Regions from separate parts of the Mus musculus genome. Here all the other regions are linked to region 1. Evidence: chromatin contacts called from public Hi-C, HiChIP or PLAC-seq and promoter capture Hi-C data. All regions are on one chromosome and are shown on one strand. The core of a region is the stretch at or near the end of the contact, and the rest is flanking DNA. Distances in the headings are between cores, read along the strand shown. Region 1 holds the start of Ncoa5 (nuclear receptor coactivator 5). Region 2 holds the start of Stau1 (staufen double-stranded RNA binding protein 1). Region 3 holds the start of Prex1 (phosphatidylinositol-3,4,5-trisphosphate-dependent Rac exchange factor 1). Region 4 holds the start of Ddx27 (DEAD box helicase 27). Region 5 holds the start of Arfgef2 (ADP-ribosylation factor guanine nucleotide-exchange factor 2 (brefeldin A-inhibited)). Region 6 holds the start of Ywhab (tyrosine 3-monooxygenase/tryptophan 5-monooxygenase activation protein, beta polypeptide).

Region 1 (4,551 bases), core at 824-3,323:
GCAGGAAGCTTTTAAAGGCACTGCCATCTGCAGGCCGCAGGCATGGAATGCCTGGAATAGTTATTTACAATAAAGTTTCAGAGCAAAGCATTGTTTATTTAGCTTGGGGCACTGGTAGATGAGGCTCCACTTGCTGATGTTCGGAAATGGGACTTCCAAGTCAAATCAAATTTCCCTTGCTTCTTTGTACATTATTGCTCCTGAGAAGTTTGGGACCAATGGATGATCTTATGTTTAGTTCTATTCTGTGCTCAACCTGAGGTCAGCCCCCCAAAATACAGACTTCTTGTCATACAGCCCTTGGTGCTGGGGTATCTGGAATGGTCCAAGTTGGCTTTTCTGAATTTCCTTTCAGAAAATAAAGTAAATCTGCTCTCACACTTTTTAAAAACTGAATTTATGATCAGATAGCTAATGGGACATGAAACTGCTGATATCTAGAAAAATACCTTCCATTTAGTCTTGCAATGTGGTTGTTTTGCTAGCACATTATACAAGGAGAAGCAGTCTCCTATGTTTCGGTAGAGACTAATGCATGTCTAGGGGCTCAAAAAATATATGAAAGAGGAAAGACGAGCTAAATGGAAGAGACAAACCAAAAGGAAGGCAGGCATGCACGCTAACCATCAGTCAAGTGGTCTCCAATCCCCACAAGGCAAAACTAGAGCCTTGTTCCAAAATGTTGATACAAAGTTGCTTTTTCACACTCAGACAGATACAAGTTTAAGTGTTCTGTGGTCAAAAGCCACATCAGGGTTTGCAGAAGCATCCTTTCATGAACTTTCAAGGTGGCTACCACACCACAATACTGTAAGAAAGCGAGGAAACACACCCAGTACATCTGAGGGATGGTTCTTGCAGCTCCTGAGATTAGCGCTTCTAAAGGACAACCTTTTACAATGAGAAAGCTCAGAATATTTATCATCACCCTGAAGATCCCGGGACACCCCGGGACATTGCAATGGGAGCTGGAATGCCGCAGGGGGAAAAATTCCATATACAGTGAAAGACATAACATGACAATTAACCCCGTACTCCAAGGGCAGCGGTTCCCAAAGCCTGGAGCGCACAACTTCAGGAGGAACAAGGACACAAGTGTTTATTTTAATAGACAGGTATTTATTTTTTTTATGAGCGTTAGAGAAATAACTGGCTTTCCATTATACCGTTTGGGGTTCAAAATTTCCGCCTTAAACAAATGCATTTAAGGAGGGAGGGTCAGAGTCAGTTTAAAGAAAAACATTTAACATTTGGTATCTAGTACAGATGTAGGCGGACTTGTAAAGGTGCAGCGCGAGGGACGGAAGCTGGGGAGACGTGGTCCTAAGCAAAGCCCCTGACCCGCTACCGGGGTGCGGGAAGGGCCCTGGGAAGCCAGTAGGTTCCGGCGCCGTGTCCGTACGAACCTCCGGCACAATTTCTCTCGCCCGGTTCTCCGGGCCTAGGGTCCACGTCCATAGAATGGGCGAGCTGTCACACAAGTTGACATCTCGAGAATACGCCCAGGGCGACAGCGCTCCCTAGGCTGCTTGGCGCCTGGACACCGCCGCCGAGACCGGTATCCTGGACCCGGGTTCGAAGCCCTCCAGTGCCACTGACTCACAAGAGCTCCCCTCGCCCACCAAAGCCCCGGGCGAGCGACTTCACAGACTCTCGAGTGCAGGGCGTGCTCGATCCTACAAAGAAGCCTCAGCAGCTTGCGACCGAAACGGGCCGCGGTGCCCACCTCAGCGCACGGTCAGTCGCTCGCTCGCCTACTTGGGTCCGCCAGACTCGGGTCTGGGCCGGACCGGACCGGACCGGACCGGAGCCGGAGGCAGCCGCGCCCCGCTCCGGGGCATGCGCAGCCTCGCGCGTGCCCGGAGAGCAGGCCGCGCGTCGAACGGGCCCTCCCGCCTCAGCGTCCCCGTCGCCCCCCCAACCGCCTGCCCATCAGTACTACGCCTCGGCGGACGGCCACCGCTCCCCGGCACTCACCGCTACCGGCGTGGCCGCCTCCCCGCCGCTCCTCCGCCTCAGGCCCGCCGCTGCCGCCTCGGCCTCTGCCCACCTGCCCGCCGTAGGACAAAGGCGCCACCAACCGACTAGCGCGGGCACGAGGCAATGGCGGCCGGGGCGGAGTGTGGAGGTAGGGGCAGAGGGCGCGCACGCAGCGGCGGCCGCGGCAGTGTCGTAAAGAGCCTGCGGGTTTACGGCAGGGCTGAGCTGAGGCGTCCATCTCCTTGGCGACGGGGGCGAGGCGGTGGTTCTGGGGCGGCGGTTGAGAACGCCAGCGGTTGCCTAGTAACGGGGTCTCAGTGGAGGACCCGCTCCACGCCTGCGCCCCGCGCAGGACTGCTGTCTGGCTTTTCCCTTTTCCAGATCCCCTTTCCTCATCCATAACTGTGTAACAAGAACAAGTCCCCCAGTACTTTCATCCCTGTAAAACTTAAAGCCCCGAAAGGCCAAGCATTTGTAGATGGAAAATGTGCAGTGCCCAAACCTGATCACAAGGAACAAAGAGAGCAGAGAGGTGAAGAAAAAGCTGGGTTTAAATTTGCATTTAAATACATTGTGGATCCTATTAGTTGCCTAGCTGTCTCTAGGAGCCAAGAGGCTCCTGGAGATATATTACGGTTTTTTTCTTGAGATATTTCTTTGAGAAATATTCAAGGTCAAAAATTGACTTCAACGTTACTGTCGACCACGAAGCATGTAAAAAAGGTGTGGGTCCCCCCTCCCCCCTTTTAATCTAGAGTTTGTCACAGGGACTGGAATTTACAGTTGTAAATGCTCTCCATGAATCAAAGCTCCGGCTACATGAATCGCCTCGTGCCTCAAATGCCGTAGGGCCTCGTCTTCCTCCTGAACAATACAGGCCAACTAAACTGGTGACTGTGGGATTTGAACACTGTGAGAAGCCCAGTTTCTTTAAACATCGGATCCTATATTCATTCTGCTAGTTGACTCACTGTTTCTTGTACATTTGCTACAAAGACCTCAAAGCGTGGCTGGTAAGGTGATTCTGGGGACAAAAGTGTGTGCTGCCTAGTCTGATGACCTGAGTTCAACCCCATGTACACACACACACACACACACACAGACACAGACACACACACACACACACACACACGCACGCATTAAAACACAAAAGCCATCTGGTATGTCACTGTATATATATATATATATTTGTTTGTATTTCGAGACAGGGTTTCTCTGTGTAGCCTTGGGAACTCACTCTGTAGACCAGGCTGGCCTCGAACTCAGAAATTCGCCTGCCTCTGCCTCCCAAGTGCTGGGATTAAAGGCGTGTGCCACGACGCCCGGTATCACTATACATATTTAATAACAACACTCGGGAGACAGAAGCAGGCAGACAGACCACTGTGCAGTCAAGGCCAGCCTATAAATAAGGAATTGCAGGCCAGCAAGGGAGACCCTGCCTCAAAACTTTTTAATTATAAAATAATTGCTTAAAAGACACTGTGACTTGATATGTATCTACGTGCTAGGCACCATCTTAGCACATCTTAGCACCTTCTGTCCTCTTGGAGAGTAGAGGCTAGCAGAAAGATAGAGCTCAAACTAAGAAGAAATTGCACTAGAGTGTGTAGCTGCACACTGAGATGCGTGCTGGTGGGAAGAAGTCATTCTTGGGCTGTAACTAGAAACTAACTTTACACACAGGCGAAACGGTTGTAAAAAATGATTATAAGAATGTATGAGATTGCCGGGCAGTGGTGGCGCACGCCTTTAATCCCAGCACTCAGGAGGCAGAGGCAGGTGGATTTCTGAGTTCGAAGCCAGCCTGGTCGACAGAGTGAGTTCCAGGACAGCCAGAGCTACACAGAGAAACCCCATCTCGGAAAAAAAAAAAAATCCACAGACACTTACCCTTTTTTCTGTAAAATAGGTCCTAAGGTATGGGCTGCAGAGATGGCCCAGCAGTTAGGAGCAGTTGCTGTTCCTGCAGAGAACCTAGGCTGTTAGCTCACAACTGTCTTTAACTTCAGTTTCAGACTATCCTTTGCAGGCTTCTTGCCTATGCAAACATTGCCTATGAACGTGGTACACTGACATAATATTTAGGCAATATTCTCATACACAGAAAATAAAAATAAATACTTAAAATACATTCTCAATTTAAAAAATTAGGAATCATGTCAACTAGTTTATTGTCTCCATTATGGTTTCTGTTGCTGTGAACAGACATCATGACCACAGCAATTCTTACTAAAAAACATTTCATTGGGGCTGGCTTACATTTCAGAGGTTTGGTCCATTCTCATCATGGCAGGAAGCATGACAGCACATAGGCAGACATAGTGCTGAAGGGGTCGCTGAGAGTTCTAATGTGGATTGGGTAGGCAAGCAGGAGGAGAAAGGGACACACCTCCTAACAGTGCCACTTTGTATGAACCCAAGGGGGCCGTTTTCTTTCAAGCCACCACAGTTGTTAAATGAAGGTATGGACTGGAGCGTGGGGCAGTTGGCAGAATGCTTGCTTACCGTGCAGGAAGTGTGGCAATGCGTCTCTAGTACTGCAGAAACTGGTGTGGTCTTGCAAGCCTA
Region 2 (4,648 bases), core at 1,704-4,203, 2.0 Mb after region 1:
TTTGGTCACCTAGCTTTGACAATTATTAACTCACAGCTAAGGTCGGCCTTGTTTCTTCTTGAACCTCCTTTAAGCTAGCTTGTTTTGAAACAAATCCTAAATCTATCATAATCTTAGTCATTTTGATGTTAACCAGCTCACCTCAGGATGACTGTTTAACTGTTAATGAAATGAAATTTCTTACTATACTGGAAGGGATCACTTGCTCGCTCATTCTCATTTTTTCTTTCTTTTGGGATCTGGCTTCTTGGTTGAAATATGATTAACACACAGCAGAAAAACAGCTGAGAGTTAGTGGAGTTAGTCCTCTTTTGGGGACTCCCACTTTTCAGCCCAGATTTCAGCCTTACTCCTTAAGGATTGAATCAACAGTTCCTGAACTATTAACGAGTAACTGAAAAACAGCCAATGTTGAATGCCTTTGATCCTAGCACTCTGGAGGCAGAGGCAGGCTTATCTGCGTTCAAAGACAGCCTGGTCTACAAAGCAAGTTCCTGGACAGCCAGAGAGCTATGTTACACAGAGAAACCCTGTCTCTAAAAACAAAACAATCCAAAACAAACAAACAAACAAAAAAGCCATTACACTCAACCATTTATGCTAGAAACTATTTCCTGACTGTTACAAAAATATTGCAATATCGAGATGGGTGCAATATAAACATTTTTCACTTACTAAAGAAACTGAGTGCCCAAAATCTGCCGACAGGCTTTAGAGATGGGTAGCTCAGGAAAAGCTGAAATGCTTAGAGACTGTTCCAGGAAATAAGGTAGAGAGCCCTCGAGGAAGACAAGGGGCTGACCTCCGGCCTCCACTCAGAAAAGCACTGAGCACAGAAAACACCTGAGGTGTGACTCTTGTAAATCTGCTCCTGTGTGAGCTGCACATCTTTAAGGAGGGGGATGCCTATGACACTAAGCACAGATTTAAAAAAAAAAAAATTTTTTTTTTGAGGTATTGAGATGGCTCTGTATGTCAAGTCTTTCAGCAAGGAACCTGGCAACCTACTGAATCTCACAAGTTGTGCTCTGACTTCCACAACAGCTGCTGCTGATATAATGCTCAAAAATAAAATGGTAGCACGCACGTTTAATCCCAGCACTTGGGAGGCAGAGGCAGGCGGATTTCTGAGTTTGAGGCCAGCCTGGTCTACAGAGTGAGTTCCAGGACAGCCAGGGCTATACAGAGAAACCCTGTCTGGAAAAAACAAAAAATAAAAAAATAAAAAATAAATTAAAAAAAAGTTACTTAATCTTACTAAAGAAAATCAAGGCTGAGTCAGAATAAAGACAGTCTCCTAAAAGTTCACTAGAATGGCCAAGACTTCTTCCTCCACACTCCCCAAATGTATTTTTAGTTTTTGCTTCAACAAGTAGTGATGTAATTTACATTTGGTAAGTACAAATCCCTGAAAGATCAAAATCCCAGTTTAAATCTCTTCCAACACTTCCAATTCTCAAGAATTACCGCTACTCAGCCTGGTCTACAGCACAAGCTTCTTCTTCCAGGAGAGCCAGGACTGTGCCGAGAAACCACGTCTCAAGCAAGCAAGCAAGCAAGCAAGCAAACAGAATTATTACAGCTACAAGCAATTGAAAACAGTGACCTTAAAAAAGGCATACAATACAATGGGCAAAACGCAAAACGGAACAAAATAAAAGCTTCGCCCATAAGTAGGGAGGTGAGGCCAGAGCTTAAGAGAAACTGATAACTAGGGAGGGCCTCAGCTAAAGAAAGTTAAGAGCTACAGATGCGAACCAGGAAACCACGGTTTTCGAATCTTTGCATACTCCACCTCCAGAGCCTGACACACAAGAAGGCTCCAAAAAGGTCTGCTAAACCCAAGAGAAGCTTATGCCAGCAACTTTCTCATAAAAAGGAATGGCAATAAGGTTCTGGATGGTGGCAGGGAGACATGGGACAGGGTGCGGAGCCTAGGGGAGCCGGTGAAGTCCCTACAGCTGGTTTCACAGACATGATGATGGCTTTACATCCATACCCTGTCTGCTACAGTGTCCCCATTAAGCGCCCGCCCCTCTCTGGTGCCAAGCGAGCACAATGCTCAGGCACTGCCAGTGGGCACGCGGGATTCTTCTGCCTCGGAGAAAACCCTAGTGGAAAGGAAGGTCAACTTATGTTCCGTCTGCACCCTAAATTATACCTTCATATCATCTTAATAAATTATGCAAACGGCTTATTGGGACACGACGTGGGTCTGGCACACTGATAAGCACTTTACACGCCCCATTTCACTGCACAACTTCACAGCCTGAAGAGGCAGGGACCGGGTTGGGACAGGATTAATACTATTCCCCCTCCTTCTCCCCCTCATAACAGAGACACAAAGAATACGAAGTGACTGACGAAGGGGGCCGAGCCGGGAATTGGCACCTCATCCCGCGGCTCGGCACTGGCCGCGACACTGTGCATAGCACCGAAACCCGGGGGGCCTCCGGACCGACGCTGCCCCTGCCCGCCCGCGCCCCCCGCGTTAACTCCGGCACAGGGCCCACGAGCGGCGCGGAGGGCCCGCCTCCTCCGGGAAGGCCCCGCAGGCGGAGACGGGCCTGGGCCGCGGCTCGCGCGCCCGCAAGGCCTAGCCCACCCGCCGCCCACCTCCCGCTGACGCCGTGCCTGCGTGGGTCCTTCCGCGACCCGCTCCGACCCGGCCCGGACCGGCCGCCTTACCTGGCTGCTTCCCCAGAGCTCGTCCCGGGGCCGGCGGTCTTGGGCGGCGGCGAGGAGGTGAAGAAGCAAGTGAAGACGGCGAGGAAAAAGGGACCGACCAGAGGAGGGAAGAGGCGGAGTGGCGGAGGCGAAGGCGGGCGCCGCCAGGCCGGGGCTCAGAAGAAGGGGGAGCGCACACAGACGCGACGACAGCCAGCGCAAACGCTGAAGAGCGGCTCGGGGCCCGCAGCCTGGCAGGAAGTGACGGGGGAGGGGCCGCGCCCGCCCCCGGCCCCCGCCCGCCTCCATGCCGGCCCCACCCCCTACACACCGCGGCAGGAACCACAAGTCCCAGCGGGCGCCGCGTCCCGCATGCGCTCTCTAGGCACGCAAGGCCCACAAGGGCCGGGCACGGCTGCGCTGGGTCCGAGGCATGTTGGGAGTTGTAGTTTCCCAGGAGCTCGGTCTCGGCAGGGAATACAGGCCTCGCTTCCTTTCTTTTCTAGGCTTTCTGTTCCCTTCCTACAGTCACCCCTTTTTCCCTACGCTAACTTTTGTTAACCTGCTGCTGCGTGCAAGACCGAAAGCTGAGAATACAGTGAGAATGCACAAGTCCCTGCCCTTATGGAGTTTACTGGGGAAGTCAGAGTAAATGAAGTCTGAGCCGAAAACAGACAAGCACAAGTGCTGTCTGGTTCCTTTCCCGCAGCTCTAAACTGAGTGTGGTTCTGTGGACAAGAGGCTGGTGTGGGCTTGTTTAGTGTAGTCCTGGGGATTGAAGCAAACTTCTACCGCTCAGCTCCATCTTCACTAGTCTTATAGCTTGGGTTTTCTTGCCTTGGTGTTTTGAGTTCAGGCATCCACGGAGTCCAGTGCTGGCGTTGCCTGCCTGGTGTAGGAGTTTCAGGCAGTTGTGAGGTAGATCCTCTTCAAGTGTTCTTAACTGTTAGCCACCTATCTCTCCAGCCCTATAGCAACCCTTTTATGTAGCAACCCTTTTATGTAGCGGGGGAGACAGGTCTTTAGAATTAGATGGGGTCCTTACCGGAGGTTGTGGGAGCTGAGTCGCTGGCATCCTCTGGGCTTTTTTTTTTTTTAAGATTTATTTATTATTATTTGTAAGTACATTGTGAAGAGGGCATCAGATCTCATTATGGATGGTTGTGAGCCACCATGTGGTTGCTGGGAATTGAACTCAGGACCTTTAGAAGAGCAGTCAGTGCTCTTAACCGCTGAGCCATCTCTGTAGCCCCCCTCTGGGCTTATTTTAAGTGGTGCCTGTGGTTGATGCACCTAGGTAAACATCATAGCTAGATACCCAAGACTCCGGGTTCCATCCCTACCCCAAAAGGGGAAAAAAAAAAAAACCTAGCCAGTTGGTGGTGTCTGGAAACACAAACAAACAAACAAATAAATAAATAAAAATAGCATGCCTAACAGCCCAGTCTCCTTGCCAAGGCACTGTGGCTGACTTTGCATGAATTCATGATGACGTCTGCTGTAGCTAAAAAGACCCTCCTCTGACTTGCAGAGACACTGGGGGGCGCCTTTATCTGAATTAAGTCTTCTTAGTTTGCTTTTTGTAAAACCCAGTGACACTGAGTTCCAGAACCAGCCGTTCCTTCCAGTTCCCAGCCAACTCCGCTAAGTAAGCAACACATAGGCAGTTAGGGCAGTGAAGATGCCCACCGGGTAAAATGTGCGTATTTACGCACAAAATAATCAATTTTGGTGGGTTTGGGGTTTTTTTTGTTTGTTTGTTTTTTGTTTTTTGGGTTTTGTTTTGTTTGAAATGGGGTCTTACTATTTAGCTCTGGCTGGCCTCAAATTTGGAGAGATCAGAATACCTCTGCCTCCTGGGTGCTGGAATTAAAGGTGTGTGCCACCACCACACGGCCAGCTTAAATTAATGAACTCTCCCACCCCAGTTTCACTGTGTAGCCCTGGCTCTCCTGGAACTCCCTCTGTATACCACACTGGC
Region 3 (4,673 bases), core at 890-3,389, 1.7 Mb after region 1:
GACAGCCAGGAGCCCAGGGAACCCCCTCCAGCCAGGGTGTACAAAAGCTGACAAGTTGGGGTGGGGAGAATCCCAGAAGAGCTGCCCGCTCTTCTGTGCCCTACTGCATGCAGAAAAGCCCGGGTGGTCAGAAGAGCATGCAGCTCCCGGCCAAGCTTCCAGGACTAAGTGGCCTCCCTCGGGTTGCCTGAGGGCCATTCCCTAGTGGCCAGAGGTGGCCTCCAGGGCTCACAGGGCAAGACACACTACTCAGGTTACACAATCAGTCCTCCACTTCTGGCACTGGCTTGGGGACCCAAGTAAGGGCAAGGCAGAAAAGCAGCCTGGGGTCCCCTGCTCTTGTACACGTGGGGAAACCGAGGTCAACACAGGAAGCAACGGTGTCCCAAGACACAATAATGTCTGTCTGGCTCATCTCAGAATGCCCCAGTCACACAACAATGGCTGTCCACAAACGACAGGTGTCCTGGGATGACATGAAAGTCAGAGAAAACTTTTCCCCCCCTGGTTTCTTTAATTCTAAGAATGTGGACTCTAATCAATTTCCATTATCCTAGCGGCCCCGTCTCCGTAGGGACGATTTAAAACCGCAGTCAACCTAGCACAACAGCCAGGGGCACACATGGGGGAGTGGGTTTTGTTTTTTTTCCCCCATTAATATAAAAACTAGTTTAGATTTCCTGTTTCTTTTTAAGGCTGAGCAGCTCAGTCACTGCGAGGGGGAAGTGAGGAGTTCCCTAGAATCTGTCATTGCTCAGCAATGCCAGAGTGGCTGCCTCTTTCATTTAGAAACTGCCAGCTTCAAGCCCTACCCGATTCTCTCTCTCTCTCTCTCTCTCTCTCTCTCTCTCTCTCTCTCTCTCTCTCTCCCCCACCCCCTTCTCAACTGTGAGAGAGGAAGAGATGGGAAAGAAAGCCAACCCTGTCTTATTCTCACAGGCCTTTCCAGAAGGATCCTTGGGCCAAAGGGCTTTCAATGCCTCCACACAGCGTCTTCCCCCCCCCCAACTTCGTACTCCCTCCTCCCTCAGTGGGAACCCCCCCCCCCGACCTCACACAGACTCCCCTGCATCCTTAAGCCATTGAGTGTTTCTTTTTCCCAGATGGAGAGAACTCCAGTGTGATTGGGGGTCTCTTGAAACACACACACACACACACACAAACGCACGCCTTCCTGAAGCAGGGTTAAGACTTCCTCCAACCCAAGAAGGGAGTTAAAGCGGCCCCAGCAGGAGGCACGGAGATTAAAGCCCTCAGGTCTCTAAGACCAGCCCTTCCCACCCCCTCCAGTTTTCTCACTTCCTAGGAGGGTAGGGAAGTGGCCCCTTCCTCATTCTCACTAGAGACACCAGGGCAACTACGTACCGGAGTTTAAAGCCCCCGCAGGGCTGCCCTGGGTCACCGCCCTGCATCCAACCCTACGACGTAGCCTGCAGAACTATCCAGAGCAAGGGACTCAACCTCTCTGGAGCCGAACTCTTCCCTGATCTTAAGGATCAGAAAATATAACCTACTGATGAGCCCGGTAACGGCACAGTCTGCTGATACCAGTGTAAGGTGCGTGGTACACAGACGCACTCGGACGCTGTTTTGCAGTCTAAGGCTTTGACTGTGCAATTCGAGCTGGGGCAAGGCTACGGAGCCCAGGGTCCCCGGTGCAGCTAAGGAGCCCCTACCCGGGCTTCTCCCTACACTGGCCCCCCAGCGGGGCGGCCCCGGGCAGCGGCCGCGCGGATGTAACCATTTCAAACTATGCACAAGGCGGGGAGCCACAGACAAAAGCGCAACGCGGGCCGGCCGGCCACAGGTGGCGGGAGCTCACCGACTGCAGGAAACGCAAGGTGCCCACGTAGTCGCGCTCGGTGCCCAGGATCTCGTTGAGTACGCACAGACGGAGGCGCAGCTGGCGCTCCGAGTCGCGGGCGGCCGCGCACGGCCCGGAGACGGGGCCGCGAGCATCGGGATGCGCACCGTCCCCGCCTGGGTCCCCGCCGCCGTCACCACCACCGCTGCCGGGTGCCTCCATAGCCGCGCGGCGCCCGAACTTCCCGCGCCGAGGTCGCGCCGCGGCTTAGGCGTCCGGGCTCCGCATCCCGGACAGGCGCCGCTCAGCGGGCCCGGGGCAGGCGGAGCGGGGGCGGGACCTGGGCGGGGTCATGGTGTATGGGCGGGGCCTTGGTAGAGAGGGCTGAGCGATGGGCGGGGAAGGAGGCGGGGTCAATCTGCTAGTGGGCGGGGATCTTTGTAGAAAATGGACGGGGTGGGGCGGCACCTCATGCGGAAACTGGGCGGGGACTAATGGAGAATGGACTGAGCTGGGGCGGAGTCTGGTGGGATTGGGCGGGGATTGGGCGGAGCCCCCTCCCGGCTTCCAGGGAGCGTCGGCCAAGAGCCGGTTCGTGCGCGCGCCGCACAGTCAGAGTTTGGGGCTGGAAATGCGTCGCCCCAGACCCCAGTCAGGTCGTGGTTCTGCTGAGTCTGTAGGCCAAGACCCATTCAGCAGTTCTGCAAGAGCAGCTCGCGCCATCCACCCGTAAGGAGTGCCCCGTGGGTGATCTGCTGGAGCCGGATCAGCGACCACCACGCGCATCTCCTGACGCCCGGAAGAGCAGCTCGACGCCCCCACCAACACGGCCGCTCATGCCCTCGGCTTACGGTGACCTTGGAAGAACTCTAGCTGCATCTTTGTCCTTACTTCTGTTTCTCTTTCCGTCGGAGCTCTGCGCCTACTGTCCCAGCGCTCCCCATCCCTAAGCAAAGGTGCCCACTTGGACGAGACCGTTGCAGGAAGCCGCCCTCGTACCCACCAGAGATAAAGCCAAAATGGGAATTTTGCTGCCAGCCGACAGGCTGTTCTGTGTGACCTTGATCTTTCAAACGTTCAGTTAACGTGCTAACCCCCCTTTACCCTCGAGAGGCATTGGGACCCGAGTCAGCCTCTGGGGTTCAGCCCCTCATTGATGACCTTGGTCAGCACCCCCATCCCACCTAAAGCTCCTCCGTTTGCCTCACAGTACAAGGGGAAGAACAGTAACACCTAACTCTTAGGGACCAGCATACGGCTGAGCCATAGTCCCTGGAAAGTGATTTTAACACCCTAGAAAGTCTTATCTTCGTTCTTAATTATTCCTGCCTTTGTCAACTGCCCTCTTGACCGGGCCTCTGAACTGCTTGTTCAATCCCTACCTGCCCCGCCTCAGATCTATTATCTCCTATGGAGTCAGTCCCTGTTTCACAAAATAGCCTCTGTGGAGTGTCATCATTTCTGGGGCAGGAGCACTGTCCTCTATTTACTTCCCTTCAAGATGCCTAGAATAGTTCTCTGGGGCCTTGAAGTAAAACAGTCTTTTGCACAAGGATAGAGGAGAGACTGTGGTAGCTCCTGCTACCCCTGGCCCTGTTCCTTTGGGGCCTAGGGCACCGTGACATTTGATGTGGGCAAGGTATCCTAGGTAAATGGATGTAAAAGGGTGAGCCCATCAGGTATTGGTCATGGAGTGAGTGTTTCCAAAGAATCATTATCTTCTTGTTTCTGAGCTTTCCAGACATAACACTGCTTCTGTCCTTAGATCCAGCACCTTTTTGGGTTTCAGTGGGCCCTGTCTTGAAATCATTACTCGCTAGCTGGTAGCAGTCACGAGCCAGCCAAATCCAGCTGCCTGGGTGACCTTGGCCAAGACACTTCACCTTTCTGAAGCTCCATTTTTTTTTTTTTAATCTGTAAGATGAGAGTCTGAGGGAACAAACCCAGGATTAGTGACATCTAGGGTCAGGTTAGTTCTCCATTGTAAGAGCATAGCAGCACACAGTACCCGGGATGTCCCAGGAGCACCCCGTCCACAGTTGTGAGCCGTCGGTGCCTTCTAAGGTAGCCAGAGAACCTCTGACACACGCAACACAGCTAGCTGGGTTAGGTAGTGCTAAGTAAACACTAGTCCCCTTCTCAGCCTGTGACCAAGGCTGGAGGTTAGCCTCACATTTACACATGGGTCCCACCCTCCAAACAAGAACTGACTGTCAGAAAGAATGACCGAGCACTTCCACATCTGTGGACGGGCCCCTCACATCATCTCCCACCCTGGAACAGTGACACTGCCTAGCACACGTGTCTGGATTTCTTGTGGAGCTCTTTGTTGCTGGTTTGTTGGATTTATGTAGCCCAGGACAGCCCTGAACTCCTGATCCTCCCGCCCCAGTCCCCAGAACGCTAGGGTTACAGGCCTGCATCACCAAATCTAGTTCTGTGTGGGCTTTTCCTCTGTGAGTAATGGGACTTTCTTCAACCTGGTGTTGTAAGACTTTGAGCATACAGTAAGCAGCCAATAAGTGCCAGCCTTTACTAATTCCGCTCACAGTCTGATGCTAGAGGTGCCTGTGTCTTTTAGGGTTGATTTGCAGTAAAGAGAAGGAAACACGGGCTAACAAGAGCTTAAAAGCTAAGGGCATCATTTTCTCAGAAGAGGCCCAGAGCTGGGTTCCTGAGGCTGACTCAAAATGTAGTAACGTCGTCAGAGCACCTCTGACCTTGCTGTCTCTGTCACGGTGTTTGGCCTCCAAGTCACAAGATGGCTGCTGAGAAGAGACATCACCTCCTCTCACACAACTGTCCCGTGGCAGAAAGAGGACAAAGGGGACCCTGTCTCTTCTGTGCCTCTCTTATTGAAAGGATAAAA
Region 4 (5,045 bases), core at 1,238-3,737, 2.0 Mb after region 1:
AAAAGAGCCAGTCATGTATTGAGCAGAGGAAACAGCATTTTATTATTTTTTTAAAAAGATTTATTTATTTATTTATGTAAGCACACACTGTAGCTGTTTTCAGACACACAGGAAGAGGGCATCTGATCTCATTACAGGTGGTTATGAGCCACCATGTGGTTGCCATGGCCTGATTTGAACTCAGGACATTCAGATGAGCAGTCAGTGCTCGTAACTGCTGAGCCATCTCTCCAGCCCAGGAAACAGCATTTGAAACAGAGGGAACAGACCATGTATAGGTTTTGGGTAGAATGAGATTCATCTGTGTGAGTTCAGGGGCAAGCATGAGAGAAAGAATGTTGGCGTGAGTAGGTAAACCCTGTTGTTCTAAGAGTAGGGTGGTGTCTAAGCAGGGGCCATGGCATTACAATTTAGTGTTTTCTTTCCTTTATTTGGTTATTTGTATGCACATGTGGGACACATACATGTGTGTATGCTTGTTCAAATGAGTGTGGGTTTGTTTCTTTTGGTCACTGTTTTTTTGCCTGTGCTTTTTTTTTTTTTTTTTTTGGTTTTTGTTTTTTTCGAGACAGGTTTCTCTGTATCGCCCTGGCTGTGCTGGAACTCACTCTGTAGACCAGGCTTGCCTAGAACTCAGAAATCCACCTGCCTCTGCCTCCCAAGTGCTGGGATTAAAGGCGTGTGCAACCAATGCCCAGCTTTTTATTTTTTTAAGATTTATTTATTTTGTGTTACGAGTACACCATTGCTTTCTTCACACACACCAGAAGAGGGCGTCAGATCTCATTACTCATGGTTGTGAGCCACCATATGATTGCTCGGAATTGAACTTAGGACTTTTGAAAGAGCAGTTGGTGCTCTTAACCGCTGAGTCCTTGGTCACTGTTTTATTACTGTGAAGGGACACCATGACAAAGCGTTTAATTAGGCTGTTCTTACAATTTCAGCGCTTTTGTTCATTGTCTTCATGGTGGAGAGCTGTGTGCATGCAGACACAGTTGTAGCTTTAATTTTTTTTTCTCGACCGTATTTTTTGTTTTGTTTTGTTTTCTTTCTTTCTCTTTTTTTTCTCTGGTTTGGTTTTTTGAGACAGGGTTTCTCTGTATAGCCCTGGCTGTCCTGGAACTCACTTTGTAGACCAGGCTGGCTTGAACTCAGAAATCTGCCTGCCTCTGCCTCCCAAGTGCTGGGATTAAAGGCATGTGTCACCATGCCTGGCTTTTTTTTTTTTTTTTTTTTTCTGAGACAGGATTTCTCTATATAGCCCTGGCTGTCCCAGAACTCACTTTGTATACCAGACTGGTCTCAAACTCAGAAATCTGCCTGCCTCTGCCTCCCAAGTACCCGTACTTTTAATGTTTTTTTTTTTTTTTTTTTAAGATTTTATTTATTTATTTATTTATTATATATAAGTACACTGTCGCTGTCTTCAGACACTCCAGAAGAGGGAGTCAGATTTTGTTACGGATGGTTGTGAGCCACCATGTGGTTGCTGGGATTTGAACTCTGGACCTTCGGAAGAACAGTCGGGTGCTCTTACCCACTGAGCCATCTCACCAGCCCATACCCGTACTTTTAATAATGGTTCATAAATGCTTTAACCTCTCTTGTAGTCTACTACTCACCAGAGGCAGTGGAAAAGAAGGGATACAGACCAAAAGGTCCAGAGTTCAAATCCCATCAACCACATGGTGGCTCACAACCATCCGTAACAAGATCTGACTCCCTCTTCTGGTGGGTCTGAAGACAGCTACAGTGTACTTACATATAATAATAAATAAATCTTTAAAAAAAAAAAAAGAAAAGAAAATAGAACTTACAATTCGACCATCCTTAAAATATTATCTATTATTTAAACTTTTATGTGCCTGCATCATGCCTGCATACATGTCTGTGCACCAGATGTTCCCAGTGGCCGCAGAGGTCAGATACGGAGTTACAGACAGCTGTGAGCCACCTTGTGGGTGCTAGGAATCAAACCTGGGTCTTCTGCAGGAGCAACCAGTGCTCTTAGCCACTAAACCAGCCCTCCAGGAATCCAGCCCCCTGTTAATTATTATAATTGTGTATACAGAGGGGCGTGTTCACTTGAAAAGGGTGTGAAGATCAGAGGACAACTCTGGATTCCGAGCTCTTCTTTCCCCTTGTAGGTACCGGGATCGCACTCAGGAGTAGTGTGGCCTTTGCCATGCTGAGCCAGATGGCAGCCCTGACTACCATTTTGTTGTTAAGTTCCCAAATGTACACATACTTCTAATTTTTCCCTCACCTTTACACACTCTCAGACTTCTATTTCTTTCCCAAAACAAAGTAGTTTTCTAATCTAAACAACGCCCCACCCATTTGATTTTATTATTGGAAACCACGCAGGCCCGCGAAGTCTCAAAGTGCCGCCCCCGAGCGGAAGTGACGTGAAGCACATGCGCGCGACGCCGAGCGGGTCGCGGAAAAGGCGGGTCGTGTCGGCGCGCCGCACTCGCTACGTCCGGAAGTGGCTGCTTCTTCAGCATGCTGGCGGAGCTCGGCTTCATCCGGACCATCGGCGAGAATGACGAGGTGCCGGTTGAGCCCGAGTCGGACTCCGGAGACGAGGAGGAGGAGGTAGGAGCCGGCGGGAGAAGGGGCCGTGGGCGGGAGCGGCCGGGAACCAGCTGCGGGCCCCAGGCCCTCCTCAGCGTGCTCAGGTGTCCCCATGCAGGCCGTGTCACCAAGCTGTGCGGAGTCGAACTTCGCAGGCGAAGTCAGTCTTGCTTCCTGCCCAGTCGGGGACACATGCTCCCACCTATCCATCAAGCCTCCCAAGGGGGTTCTAGTGATGCTAGGCGGTGGGGATGTAGCCCTGAGAAAGTGGCTCCAGGGTGAGTGGCGAGAGAAAAAGACCCAAACCCAAACTCTCAGTGCCTCACACCGGCGTCAGCCAGCCTCACACGACACTAAGGATGGCCCAGGCCCTCTGCAGTCCGATTCCGAGAAAGCTGATGTCTAAGGCTCCAGTCTTTAAGGATGTTGCTGGGAGGTCGTTTGGAGCTCTGCTGGTCAGTTTAGGCGTCTGTCCAAGGCTTCTATCCCTCTGTCCATCCACACTCCGGTCTTTGCAAGTCCCACCCGCACACCTGCAAACCTGTGCCCCTCACATACTTCAGTTTCCAGCTTGGTGGTCTCCTTACCAAGTAGCTGAGTGGTCTCAGTGGTCTGAGTGGTTCCAGCCATGCAGCTAAGTTTTTGTGGCTTTCAGAGTCAGGCCAGGCTCTGTTGTCTTTTCTGCCATTTGACCCTCAGCAGCCTTCCTTGTCCTGGCAACACCGACATACCATTCCATTTCATGTCTTAGAAACTTGTGTTCTTTTTCTGCTCAGAGCCTTTCACATCTCTACCCAGCCCACTCCCCCAGGCTTTCTCTCTATAGCCCTGGCTGTCCTGGACCTACCTCGGTAGACTTCGAACTCAGATCTGCCTGCCTCTGCCTCCTGAGTGCTGGGATTAAAGGTGTGCCCAGCTTCTCTTCACACTTCTGCTCTCTGCCTGGAAGGCTTCCCTCAGTAGTTCTCCACCTGTGGCTCCAGACCCTGGGGACCCTAGGATCTCATTTCAGATATTTACATTATGATTTATAACAGTAATGAATTATGGTTATGAAGTCTCAACGGAAATAACTTTATGGTTTGGGGTCACCACCATCTGGGTTGGGAAGGTTGTGAACCATGTGTCTAGATGTCTCAGTCTGCTCTGGCTTTTTTTCTCTCCACAACAGGAGGGTTTCATTCTGGAACCCTCCTGCTGCCTCCGCTTCCCTCCGGGCTACCACTGTACAGGACAACAGTTTTCTGATGTCTGCCATTGGCATGAGGCATTTTAAATCGATCCAGGTTTGGGAGCAAGTACCTTGGTGTCCAGGATGGAGGATGACTTTGTCTCTCCTGGCATGTACTGGGTGGTGGCCGGGAGAGACTTAGCTCATGTATTACCTGCTCTGTAAGGCAGAACTAGAGCAGTGCCTCACTCCGTAAGAAGCTTGTTGGTATCCAATTCTGTATCAGTTTTGTGTTTCCTTTTGAAACTGGATCTTGGATACATTTGAGCTTCTGACGGTCCTGTTGCTGTTTGCATTGTTTATGCACATTCATATGTGTGCCTGTGTACATGTTCTTGTGCGCGTACTTGTTCACATGCACGTGTGTGGGGCCAGAGAACAACTTTGTGGGCTGTTACTCCAGTTGTCCACCTTGCTTAGAGACGGGATCTTACATAGGTATGGAATTCACTGGCTAGACTATACTGGCCATTATTACACTCCCCATCCCCCATGTCTCACCCCCATGTGTGTGTCTACACTCTTGCAAGTGTAGTATATGTGTGTAGGTACAAGCATGTGTTAGCAGGCCAGAGGTTAATGTATATCAAGTGTCTGTCATTTCTTGGGAGCTGTCCACTTTGTTTTTGGAAACCATTCTCTTACTGGAACATAGGACTTAACAGGGAGGGTCAGCTGACCAGTCAGCTTCTGCAGAGATGTCAGTTTCTGCCTTCTCAGAAGTTTTGGAGATGTGGAGACATGGTTCTGTGTCAACCCTGGCTGACTGACATCTGCCTGACACCTCTACCTCCCAAGTGCTGGAATTAAAGGTGTGCACCACCACATCCAGCTTAAGGTTTATTCATCTATGTTGAGACAGGTTCTCCCAAGTAGCCCTGGCTGTTTGGTACTCATAGAGATGCACCTGCCTTTGCCTCCCTAGTTGTGAGATTAGAGGCATGCCCTACAGCCACCACTGCCTCGTTTCTTTTGTATTCTATGTGTTGATTTGACCCCAGGTAGGCTTTTCCAGCTGGTCCACCCGTGCTTCCAGCTGTGAGTTTCTCAGGCCCCCTCCCTCCATCTCAGCCAGTCACTGTCACTCCCACTTCTCCTCTTTGTAGGGACCCATTGTGCTGGGCCGCAAGCAGAAAGCCTTGCAGAAGAACCGCAGTGCTGACTTCAACCCTGACTTTGTTTTCACTGAGAAGGAGGGCATGTATGATGGCAGCTGGGCCCTGGCTGATGTCAT
Region 5 (4,706 bases), core at 1,124-3,623, 1.8 Mb after region 1:
GTTTTAATCAATGATAATGACCTTAAAAAGATGAGCCAAGCCAGGTAGTAGTGGCACATGCCTTTGATCCCAGCGCTTGGAAGGCAGAGGTAGGCGGATCTCTCGAGGCCAGCCTGGTCTACAGAGTGAGTTCCAGGACAGCCAGGGCTACACAGAGAAACCCTGCCTCAAAAAACAAAAAAACAAAACAACAACAACAAAAAAAGGCCACAAGAAAGCAGTGTGTAAGTTACTAATTTTAATTCAGTGGACAAACAGGCACAATTACACCTGCTGCGGCTGCAGCCCTACCAGCCTTGTGTGGTATCTGTTCTGAGGCCCAGCTGTAGTTCTGAGTCACATTGTAATCAGTGGAATTTACAAACTTGAAGTGTTCCACCTGCCTCTGGACTGGACCCTCCCCCCCACCCCAGTCCAGGGGCAGAGCCCCACAAACTGAAAATACAAAAGGTCCACAAATGCTATTATAAATATTAGCTATTAGCTAGGGGACACAGTGACAATGGATATTTGAGTTGAGCATTTGAACATGGTGGCATGGGACATTCCCAAAATTTCCATGAGGAAGAACTGTCTGCTTCTTGTGAGACAAAGTATCAAGGCTGCCCTGTGGGAAAAAAGCAAGGGGTGGTGTGGGAAGCATCAGTACTGTCAAGACAAGGCCCTGTCTTCCACTCAGGTACCGGCCATGCCACACTGGCCACCTGGCTCAGTTTCTTCTCCGGTTTTGTCCTCCGTACTGGAGGCTGATGAAAACAGACCAGGAAAAGGGGAGTTGTTGGTAGCATTGGCACAGACTGGCACTTAGAAAGCAGATGTTCAGGTGTGGTGGCTTCCTCCTACAATCCCAGCTCAGGAGGGTGATAAGTTATTTCCCTGCCGGTGAATTGAGCCAATTCAAGAGAGGTAAGATTATATTAAATGTAGGTTTCCTGGGAAGCTGCGAAGCTGCTCTCAGTTGAGTTCACTGGTCCTGAGGAAGGAGGCAAGGCAAGTCGCCATGGGAAGAGAGGAAGAGTGCTTGCAGAGAGAGAGAGAAAGAGAGAGAGAGAGAGAGAGAGAGAGAGAGAGAGAAGCCAAAATGTCTGGAAGAGCCTCTGCCTCTGAGTGAAAAGGAAGGAGAAGGGCAGCCCAACCCTTGTGCTGGAAAGTTCAGGGTTGGGAGCAGGGGATGCCAGGTAGGGACTGAGGGATGCTGGGAGAACCTGGAGGCCAGGTCAGCTTTGGTATGTAAAATATGCAACTCAGTCCCTCATCCCAGAGAGGACATTGAGTTCAAGGTCAAGGACAGCCGGCGATACACATCAGGATTGTATCAAAACAACAACAACAAACAAAACAAACAAGTAAAACTCTAGCGACAGAAGGATTACTTCTTACAAACTGGCCCGCCAGGAGCTCTCTCTCCTGTGGCAGCAGGACTGTGTCCAGGGCTGGTGTGGTTTGCTGTCAGAGATACAAATCTGGAAGAGATAGACACCGTGAATATACCTTCCAGCCTACCCTTCTTTCCCCTCCCCTCCTCTCTCTTCTCTCTTCCCTTCTGGCTTCATCCTCAGTCCTGGTTCTTAACTTCCCTGAGCCTCCTTTCCATCCCTGATTTCTCTGCCCTTCCTGGATCCGGCATCTGACCTTCCCTACTCTCTGTCACCTCTCTCATTCCATTCACTTCCTTTTGCCCATCTCTCTTCTCTCGACTATTATTACTCTCACTAATTCTTTTTTTTAAAGATTTATTTATTTATTTATTTATTTATTTATTTATTATGTGTACACTGTAGCTGTCTTCAGACACTCCAGAAGAAGGCATCAGATTTCATTACGGGTGGTTGTGAGCCACCATGTGGTTGCTGGGATTTGAACTCAGGACCTTTGGAAGAGCAGTCGGTGCTCTTAAACACTGAGCTATCTCACCAGCCCTCACTAATTCTTTTTACGATTTTTTTCTTTCCCCTTTACTCCCTCTTTCGCTTTTCTCAGCATATCTAGCGCATGCTCTTAGTCTCTTCCTACCTCCGATCACTTGCATCTTTCCTTCAGGGCTGCCCATGTCTATAGGCTTTGACCTGCATTTTCTTCCCCTTCATAGTCATTGACCATCACTCCCCTACCTGGCCCGGTTATACTACTTAGACACGCCCGGACCAGCACCACTCGCGTAGGCCCCGCCCCAACCGAACAGACCACGCCCCACCACAGGTCTACTGCCCCGCCCACCCGCCCCACCCACAGAACTCCACCCCACTCTGGCTCCGCCTCCCGGCCGGCCCCCCACCCTTGGGGTCACAGGGTCGACCGACGCTCAGCAGACGCAGCGACACCGCCAGTCACGTGGTCACGTGACGCGCTGCAACTTGGCGGCGCCGTGGGGCCGGGGCGTCTCTTCCTGACAGGGCGGCGCGCACGGACGCGGCCGGTGCCGGCCGGGTCGCCGGGCCCTCAGCCTCGCTCTCCTGCTCGCTCGCACCGCCGGCTCGCGGGGTCGCCGGCCCCCGCAGGCCGGGGCCATGCAGGAAAGCCAGACCAAGAGCATGTTCGTGTCCCGGGCCCTGGAGAAGATCCTAGCTGACAAGGAGGTGAAGCGGCCCCAGCACTCCCAGCTGCGTAGGGCCTGCCAGGTGGCGCTCGGTGAGTGAGCCACCCCGGCCTGGCCCGCGCCGGCTTCCCCACGCCGGCCGTTACCCTCCGGGCCTGCTGCCCTCCACTCCTCCCAGCCCGAATCCCACCCTCCCGTCCTCTTCCGCTCGCTGTCCCCGTGGGAGCTGGTGTTGGGGCGGCCGAGACTGGCCCAAGGTCACCTAGCAAGTTGGTGACAGCCACGGCTGGTTTTCCAGCTTCCCTGCCTGGGGCCCTTGCCACGACTCCTTGTCCCGTTTCCTGGTTCCTCCCCTCACCATCTCCAAGTCCTCTGAAGCAGTAGCTCTCGATCTTAAGTTTTTCCTTCAGCGCCACTATGCTGGTTGGGGGCTCTCCCACGGGAGCGATCAGAGCAGGTCAGAGAGCTGCCCGGTTGGTGCCGAGGAACCCCGGAGGCTTGTTTGGGAAATGTCTCACTGGAGAACATTGGGGTTCCCAGGGCGCTTCGCCTGGAAGGGATGTAAGATGATCTATATTTCAGGCATTGGACAGCGTGTACGACTTCTACTCATTTTAGGGCGGGTCCCTAAAATAAAGGTTCTGTAGAGCAAAGATACTTGTCTGATTGCTTCAATGCGGTGTCCTGTGCATTTATGACAGTGCTTCGCACACAGTAGTTGCTCAGTAAATATTTGCTGGTTGAATGGATCCATGGATTGTGGAAAGACAGAAGTCTCTAGCTCCTAACTAGGTAAAAGCTCGGTAGTTGACACCAACATCAGTCTCCTATCTTTAGTTACTTCTCGAGAGCCTGTGTAGCAGGTACTGAGGAGATGTCTATGAAGGAGAAATGGAATCCTTTGTCCCTGTGGATCTTCTTAGGTTCTGATAGAGCAGACAAAACAGTACTAATAAGTACTGCTGTCAGAAAAAAGACTTAAGTGATACAGAGGACCTGAGGTCTGCTTTAGGTTGGATGGTCAGGAAAGTAGTCTTGTCTGAAAGTGTGACATTTGAGCCCAGGTCTGAAAGGTAAGAAATGTCGACTGTGTGGAGGTTCAAGAGGAAAAAAGTTGTGGACGGAGAGCGTCAGGACATTTGACCAGAGCTGTCTCCCTGTGAATTCATCGCCCTGTGCAATCCATGGGATTTGGTTAAAAGGCCTGTTGTCCTAAAAGGTTGAGTAAACAGAAGGGCTGAGTTTCTGTTAGTCACTCTTCTCCATGGGTGCAGGAGAACGTCCACTTGAGACCTTGGAATGGATTTGTGAGCTTTGCACTTCCCGGTGAATAAGATTCAGGCCTCAAATATGTGGGAAGCATTTGAGAGTCCCTAAGGGTCAGAAACTGTTGTTGATCTTGGGGGTTGCTTGAGGCCTGTGTAATCCTGAGCAGCTAATCTTGTGAAATTCAGGGTCTGTGGAAGGGATTTACTGAGACCTAAATGTTAAAGCTTTTCTGTTTTGAAAACCAGGGCCAAGAGTTGGGTTTTGTTCTATCAGGAATGTAGGGTAAGCATTGGAAAAGCAGCTGTGAGGGAGGCATGAGCCTCAGGCTGAACCCTCCTAGACTCCATTCTTGCCATAGGGCTTCACGTTTTAACTTCTTAATTTATTTTTATTTTATTTTATTTTTTGGTTTTTGTTTTTCGAAACAGGGTTTCTCTGTGTAATCCTGGCTGTCCTGGAACTCACTCTGTAGACCAGGCTGGCCTTGAACTCAGAAATCCACCTGCCTCTGCTTCCCAAGTGCTGGGATTAAAGCCATGTGCCACCACTGCCGGGCTGGCTGTCTTTGATTGCTCTCCACTTATGCAAGACAGTGTCTTTCCCTGAACTAAAGCTCACCAATTCTGCTAGCTAGCTAGCCAGCTTGCTCAAGAACCCCCTGTCTCAGCCTCCCAAGAACTTGCGCTATAGGGAGCCACCACACACGAGTGGCTTATTTGTATTTAAAAATGGGTTCTGGGGAGCCGAACGCTGGTCCTCACACTTCCACTGTGAGCACTTTACCCACTGAGCTACCCTTCCAGCCCCATACATTCCTCTTCTTAAATGAGGTTACTGAGACCCAAGAAAAGGCCTTGAGATACAGGATAAGGGGGGCACAGGTACTCTGCAGTATTTTAAC
Region 6 (4,562 bases), core at 1,417-3,916, 1.0 Mb before region 1:
TGTAATCGCTGGCCCATTAGGCTAGTCCTTTACCCACCCTGTGCTATTTAGTTTTTGTCAATTTGACACACACTAGAGTCACCTAGAAGAGGAGACCTCAACTGAAGGATCACCTGCATCAGATTATCTCTGGGCATGTCTGTGGGCCATATTCTTGACTAATGATTGATGTGGAAGGGCCCAGTCCACTGTGGGCAGTGCCACCCCTAGGCAAGCGGTCCATTGCTGAGCAAGCTATGGGAAGGAGATCGATAAGCAGTGTTCCTCCATGGTGTCTACTTCAGTTCCTCCCTCCAGGTTCCCGCCTTAGCTTTCTTTAGTGATGGTCTATACTGTGGAAATAGAAGACCAATAAACCCTTTCCTCCCCAAGTTGTTTCTATTTCAGCAACAGAGAAGCAAACTGGAATATACCTTTGAACCCATCAGTTGATTGTTGTGGCTTGCTGACCCCTGGCCTAGAATGCAGAGATGGTGAAAGGATTTAATCCATGCAACCCTATAGCAGGCACTAGGGGAGGCCTGACAAAGAGCAATTCTGTTGACTCCATGTACCGATGATGGAACTTGTGGCGTAATCATTAGAAGCCTCTAACCCATTAGGCTTCTGTCTAGATGGAGGCAAAAGACTGTCCTGTCATATTAGAGCTACTGCACTCTGAACAGACTCTGGATTTGTAACTGGTCTTTGGTCTACCAAAAACAAATCCCCATGAGGTTCTTGTGGTATTAAGAAACCCATCCAGTGTTCTAGTTCAGTGGTTTTGATTAAAATCCGATATAAAATCCATGATATATATATCCGCTCCAAGCTTCCGAATATATATATATATATTACACAATGCACCCTTTTTTAATGTTTATTTATTTATTATATGTAAGTACACTGTAGCTGTCTTCAGACACACCAGAAGAGGGCATCAGATTTCATTATGGATGGTTATGAGCCACCATGTGGTTGCTGGTATTTGAACTCTGGACCTTCGGAAAAGCAGTCAGCCCTCTTAACCACTGAGCCATCTCGCCAGCCCTACACAATGCACTCTTAATCTCATTCAAGTTAAAAGTTGTTGTACTTGGTTCAGGACTGATGTGGTCTGCATCTAAAGAACAAATGTCTGTACAAAAGACTTGAAAATGACCTTTATACCCTAGAAAGTCTGTGTATACACACCCAATCTGAAGTAGACAGCCACTCCATAGTCCCAGCTACCATATAGAAATGTAGACAGCAGTTTTCTGTCCATAGAAATCTGATTTGTATGGTTCTGAGTTCTATAAGAAAGCAGGCTGAGCAAGGCAGCATCTCTCCTCCATGGCCTCTGCATCCGTTCCTACCTCCAGGTTCCTGCCCTGTTTGAGTTCTTGTCCTGACTTCTTTGGTAATGAATAATTTGGCCGTGTAAGTCAAATAAACCCTTTCCTCCCCAGCATCACAGCAATAGAAACCCTAGCTAAGACAGCAGCTAACTCAAAGTGTTTATTCATTCTGGAACAGTACATTGGGAGGATGGGGAGTTATATAAATGAACTGGGGTGCTGATAATGGGTAAGGACAGAGCTCTGATTGTCTCGCCCAGGGAACTATTAAGTCGGAGCCATCAGCGATGGGTTTCAAAGCAGCGGACACAGAATGACATTGAAAAGATCATTTGGTACTTGATGGGGGCAGGGCTGGAGAGTCAAGCGGTGAATTTGAAGTCTGTCATTAAGCTAAGTGAGGGTAAAAGGAGAAATGACAAAGGCCTATTACTTTGTTCTTTCTCTAAAAACTGTAAGCTTCAAGACGCAAGTCTTGCTGTACTCCCCAGCACTCTGAAAATTGCCACACGGAATTTGTGGGAAATGAACGAAGGCGTGGTGGTGGAGGTATTTTGAAGGGCTAGACTTAAGGGTCAACAGGCTTGAGTGAAGTAGTAATAAAATTTAGGTAACACTGAAAGCCGTTTGGGGATCCCAGGGTTCTGTCTCTGACGATTTCCCTTTGAAGGATACTTGGGGACCAGGGAATCTCAACGAAGAACTGATGTACACTGGTTTTTTTGTTTTGTTTTTCTGTTTTTATTAAGACCTTGGAAATGTTCTGTTCCTGGTACTTCATGAAGCGTCCTTGGTCTAGGAAAAGAACAGTAAGTACCTTTTAGGACTGAAAGGTGAACTAACTGAAAATGGAGGGCTGTCTGTTCTCCTTTAGTTACAAGCATTCCCTTAACGCACAGCTAAAAGCACTGCTAGGCTCTCCGACCCCGTGAGAATTATTTTCAGGGTTGGGTAGGAACAGACGATCCTAGGCTCAACCAAGACCGCTCCAAGCTTCCGAACCCTGCCCTCCCGGAGCCCGCCCTGTTCTCACACATCCCAGCCCTGGGGCGGCCACCTCGGCCCCGCCCTCTCTTCTTCCTCCTTTTCCTGCTCCCCCGCCCCACTTCCTTTCCCTGCGTCCGCCCCCTCCTCGCTCCCACCCAGGCTCTGCGTCCTCCCACGACCGCTCCCTCTTGGTCCTCCCTGACATCCCCTCCTCCTGGCTATCACCGCCCTTTTCAGGAGGACGGAGCAACCCCGTGCCTCATTCACCCAATGAGGAATCGACTCAGGGTGGGGCGGGACTTGGGCTAGAGCGGAAGTGGTGGCCAGAGCGGAAGTGCAGCTGCCGCCGCCGCCACCGCCGCCGCCGATTCCGGAGCCGGGTAGCCGCCGCCGCCACCGCCGCCACTGCCCCTACGGTCGCTGCCACCGCCGCTGCCGCCAGCCCCGCCTGAGGAGTGAGCCCGGGAAGGACGCAGTCGCTGCCCTCTGATCTTCCCGGAAGCGCCTTTGCTCCCTCCAGTCCTCCGCGGTGAGTGCGGCGTGGCTCCCAGGGGCCCCAGCCCAAAGCCCCTTGTCGGGCTGCGGCCAGGCTCACTGTCGCCGCCAGGCTTACTGCCGCCCCTCCCCGCTTCCGGCCAGGCCTGCGCCTCCGCGGGAAGCCCGGGCTTCTCTCTCGGCGCGCCGTACGGGGTGCGGCCAGGCCTGCGCGGCTGGGGACCGCTGGGCCGCAGGCTCCCCCCCTCCGGCACCATCTCTGCTCGGCGCCGCCCCTGCCTGCTCCCTTCGGGCCCCGAGCCATCCTTCTGGGCCTGTCAACCTCTCTCATTCTTTGTGGCTTTCAAAAATTGAAATGTTAGTCGAAGGCGGGCGAGTTCCCGAGCCGCGACGCCCCTGCCGCACTCCCCTGGATGAGTAAGGGTTTAACCTTGGCGACAGCTGGGGCGAATCCCTCTCCCACTTTGCAGTAAAGCTGTTTCATCATCGCTGGTGTGGGAAACCCAGCTGGACCCGAGATTCCCTGACAGCAGGGTTGAGGTTTGAATTAAGAAATGGATTTATCTGAACCTTTCACTGACTCAAACCGGATTCCCAATGGGGTGGGGGAAGATCAGGCTGAGAATTGAGTCTTTTCTCTTGATATTTGTCGTCTTTTACTGCCAGAATCTCGTGTGTCCATGCCCCAAATTCATCCATACACTTTTTTGTGGCATATATATATATATATGTGTGTGTGTGTGTGTGTGTGTATATGTTATATATTGTTTGAAATTTGTCTAGTAACCTCAGTGTTTGAGGAAGGAGTAGGCAAGATGTGGACCCTTTTTTGCAAGATGAGCGCATCTGGGTCTGTTGCAAATGGAGAACATGCGTGCATCGAGGATTCCAAAGGTGGCAGCGTTGGTGAGAATTTGCCAACCTCTGTAAAAATGCATGGCTCATGTCCTTGCCTTCAGTACATTTTCTCTGGTGAGACTAGATAGCACTGGACTCTTGATTTTACTTGCCTGGTGTGGGAGGTGGAATCTGGCAAGATGTTACAAATCTCTAAAATCCCGGGAGCCGGTGCAGAAAGGTGTAGCGCTTAAGAGAATATGAAAATTACATTTCTCACTGTATCTCAGGTGTTCCTGTGAAACCATACAGACACACAGTTTATGGGACTGAACACGTGCTTACTCAGCATCTCACATCTAGCTGCTGGAAATTTATACGAATATTACTGGGATCTTGGTGGATTTCTCTTGACTGCCTCCAGTGCAATCCATTTCTTTGGGTTGCCCGAGTCTTTTTAAAATTTTTTTATTTTATTTTAAGATCTATGTCCTTAGCATTATATAGCCGGCAGATACTGGTTTGTTTGTTTGTTTGTTTTGTTTGTTTGTTTGTTTTTTTCATCCCCACCCAAGTTAGAATTTTAAGCATGACCTTAGAAATGAAAGGCTGGAAATTCAGTACTAAATGCTAAATTATTTTCTTAGCCTCTGCCTTCTAACTATAAGAAACCATTCACCCATCTTACAGATGAAGTCTTTATAAGAAATGAGGTGATTTGGCCTAAACCTCACACCTACTTACAGACTGAATATTCTCTTTCATCGGTGGCAAGTATTTGTGGACTGTCAGCCCCTGGAGTATGGCTCCTACCCTGTTATCTTCCATTTCCCATCATGCAGTGCTTGGGTTATATTGAAGCCATTTTAGAGCTGGAGCTGTCTGGATCAGGGAGGCAGCCTGTGTGGAAACCAGGCCGAGCAC

What was found. Promoter capture Hi-C pulls out the DNA fragments that hold promoters and counts their contacts. Hi-C and Micro-C count contacts between places; a contact is called where the count stands out from the background. HiChIP or PLAC-seq counts read pairs in DNA pulled down with a chosen protein or histone mark.
Region 2: a contact with region 1 is called in a promoter capture Hi-C map of liver, with 4 times the contacts expected there. The contact joins the promoter of Stau1 here to the promoter of Ncoa5 in region 1. A contact is called at or near these places in 2 of 39 promoter capture datasets (hippocampal neurons and liver).
Region 3: a promoter capture Hi-C map of liver shows a contact between it and region 1, with 5 times the contacts expected there. The contact joins the promoter of Prex1 here to the promoter of Ncoa5 in region 1. A contact is called at or near these places in 4 of 39 promoter capture datasets (the 3T3-L1 cell line, hippocampal neurons and liver).
Region 4: a contact with region 1 is called in a Hi-C map of B cells, with 5 read pairs. The contact joins the promoter of Ddx27 here to the promoter of Ncoa5 in region 1. A contact is called at or near these places in 2 of 39 promoter capture datasets (hippocampal neurons and liver) and 1 of 484 Hi-C or Micro-C datasets (B cells).
Region 5: a contact with region 1 is called in a FOXA1 HiChIP or PLAC-seq map of pancreatic cancer cells. The contact joins the promoter of Arfgef2 here to the promoter of Ncoa5 in region 1. A contact is called at or near these places in 3 of 39 promoter capture datasets (the 3T3-L1 cell line and liver) and 1 of 115 datasets of contacts at active chromatin or transcription factors (pancreatic cancer cells).
Region 6: a contact with region 1 is called in a promoter capture Hi-C map of pre-B cells, with 5 times the contacts expected there. The contact joins the promoter of Ywhab here to the promoter of Ncoa5 in region 1. A contact is called at or near these places in 2 of 39 promoter capture datasets (liver and pre-B cells).

What each region holds. Positions count from the first base shown.
Region 1 is chr2:165,032,706-165,037,256 of GRCm38.p6, forward strand. It overlaps Ncoa5 (nuclear receptor coactivator 5), which reads right to left and starts at 2,074. Exons shown (of 8, transcript NM_144892.1): 1 at 1,978-2,074.
Region 2 is chr2:166,993,346-166,997,993 of GRCm38.p6, forward strand. Stau1 (staufen double-stranded RNA binding protein 1) reads right to left here and starts at 2,954. Exons shown (of 12, transcript NM_001109906.2): 1 at 2,689-2,954.
Region 3 is chr2:166,711,693-166,716,365 of GRCm38.p6, forward strand. It overlaps Prex1 (phosphatidylinositol-3,4,5-trisphosphate-dependent Rac exchange factor 1), which reads right to left and starts at 2,140. Exons shown (of 40, transcript NM_177782.3): 1 at 1,823-2,140. The coding sequence starts at 2,026. It overlaps Gm46777 (a long non-coding RNA gene), which reads left to right and starts at 2,137. Exons shown (of 3, transcript XR_001783555.2): 1 at 2,137-4,673.
Region 4 is chr2:167,012,826-167,017,870 of GRCm38.p6, forward strand. It overlaps Ddx27 (DEAD box helicase 27), which reads left to right and starts at 2,488. Exons shown (of 21, transcript NM_153065.3): 1 at 2,488-2,601; 2 at 4,918-5,045. The coding sequence starts at 2,509.
Region 5 is chr2:166,803,208-166,807,913 of GRCm38.p6, forward strand. Arfgef2 (ADP-ribosylation factor guanine nucleotide-exchange factor 2 (brefeldin A-inhibited)) reads left to right here and starts at 2,374. Exons shown (of 39, transcript NM_001085495.2): 1 at 2,374-2,628. The coding sequence starts at 2,508.
Region 6 is chr2:163,992,531-163,997,092 of GRCm38.p6, forward strand. It overlaps Ywhab (tyrosine 3-monooxygenase/tryptophan 5-monooxygenase activation protein, beta polypeptide), which reads left to right and starts at 2,667. Exons shown (of 6, transcript NM_018753.6): 1 at 2,667-2,835.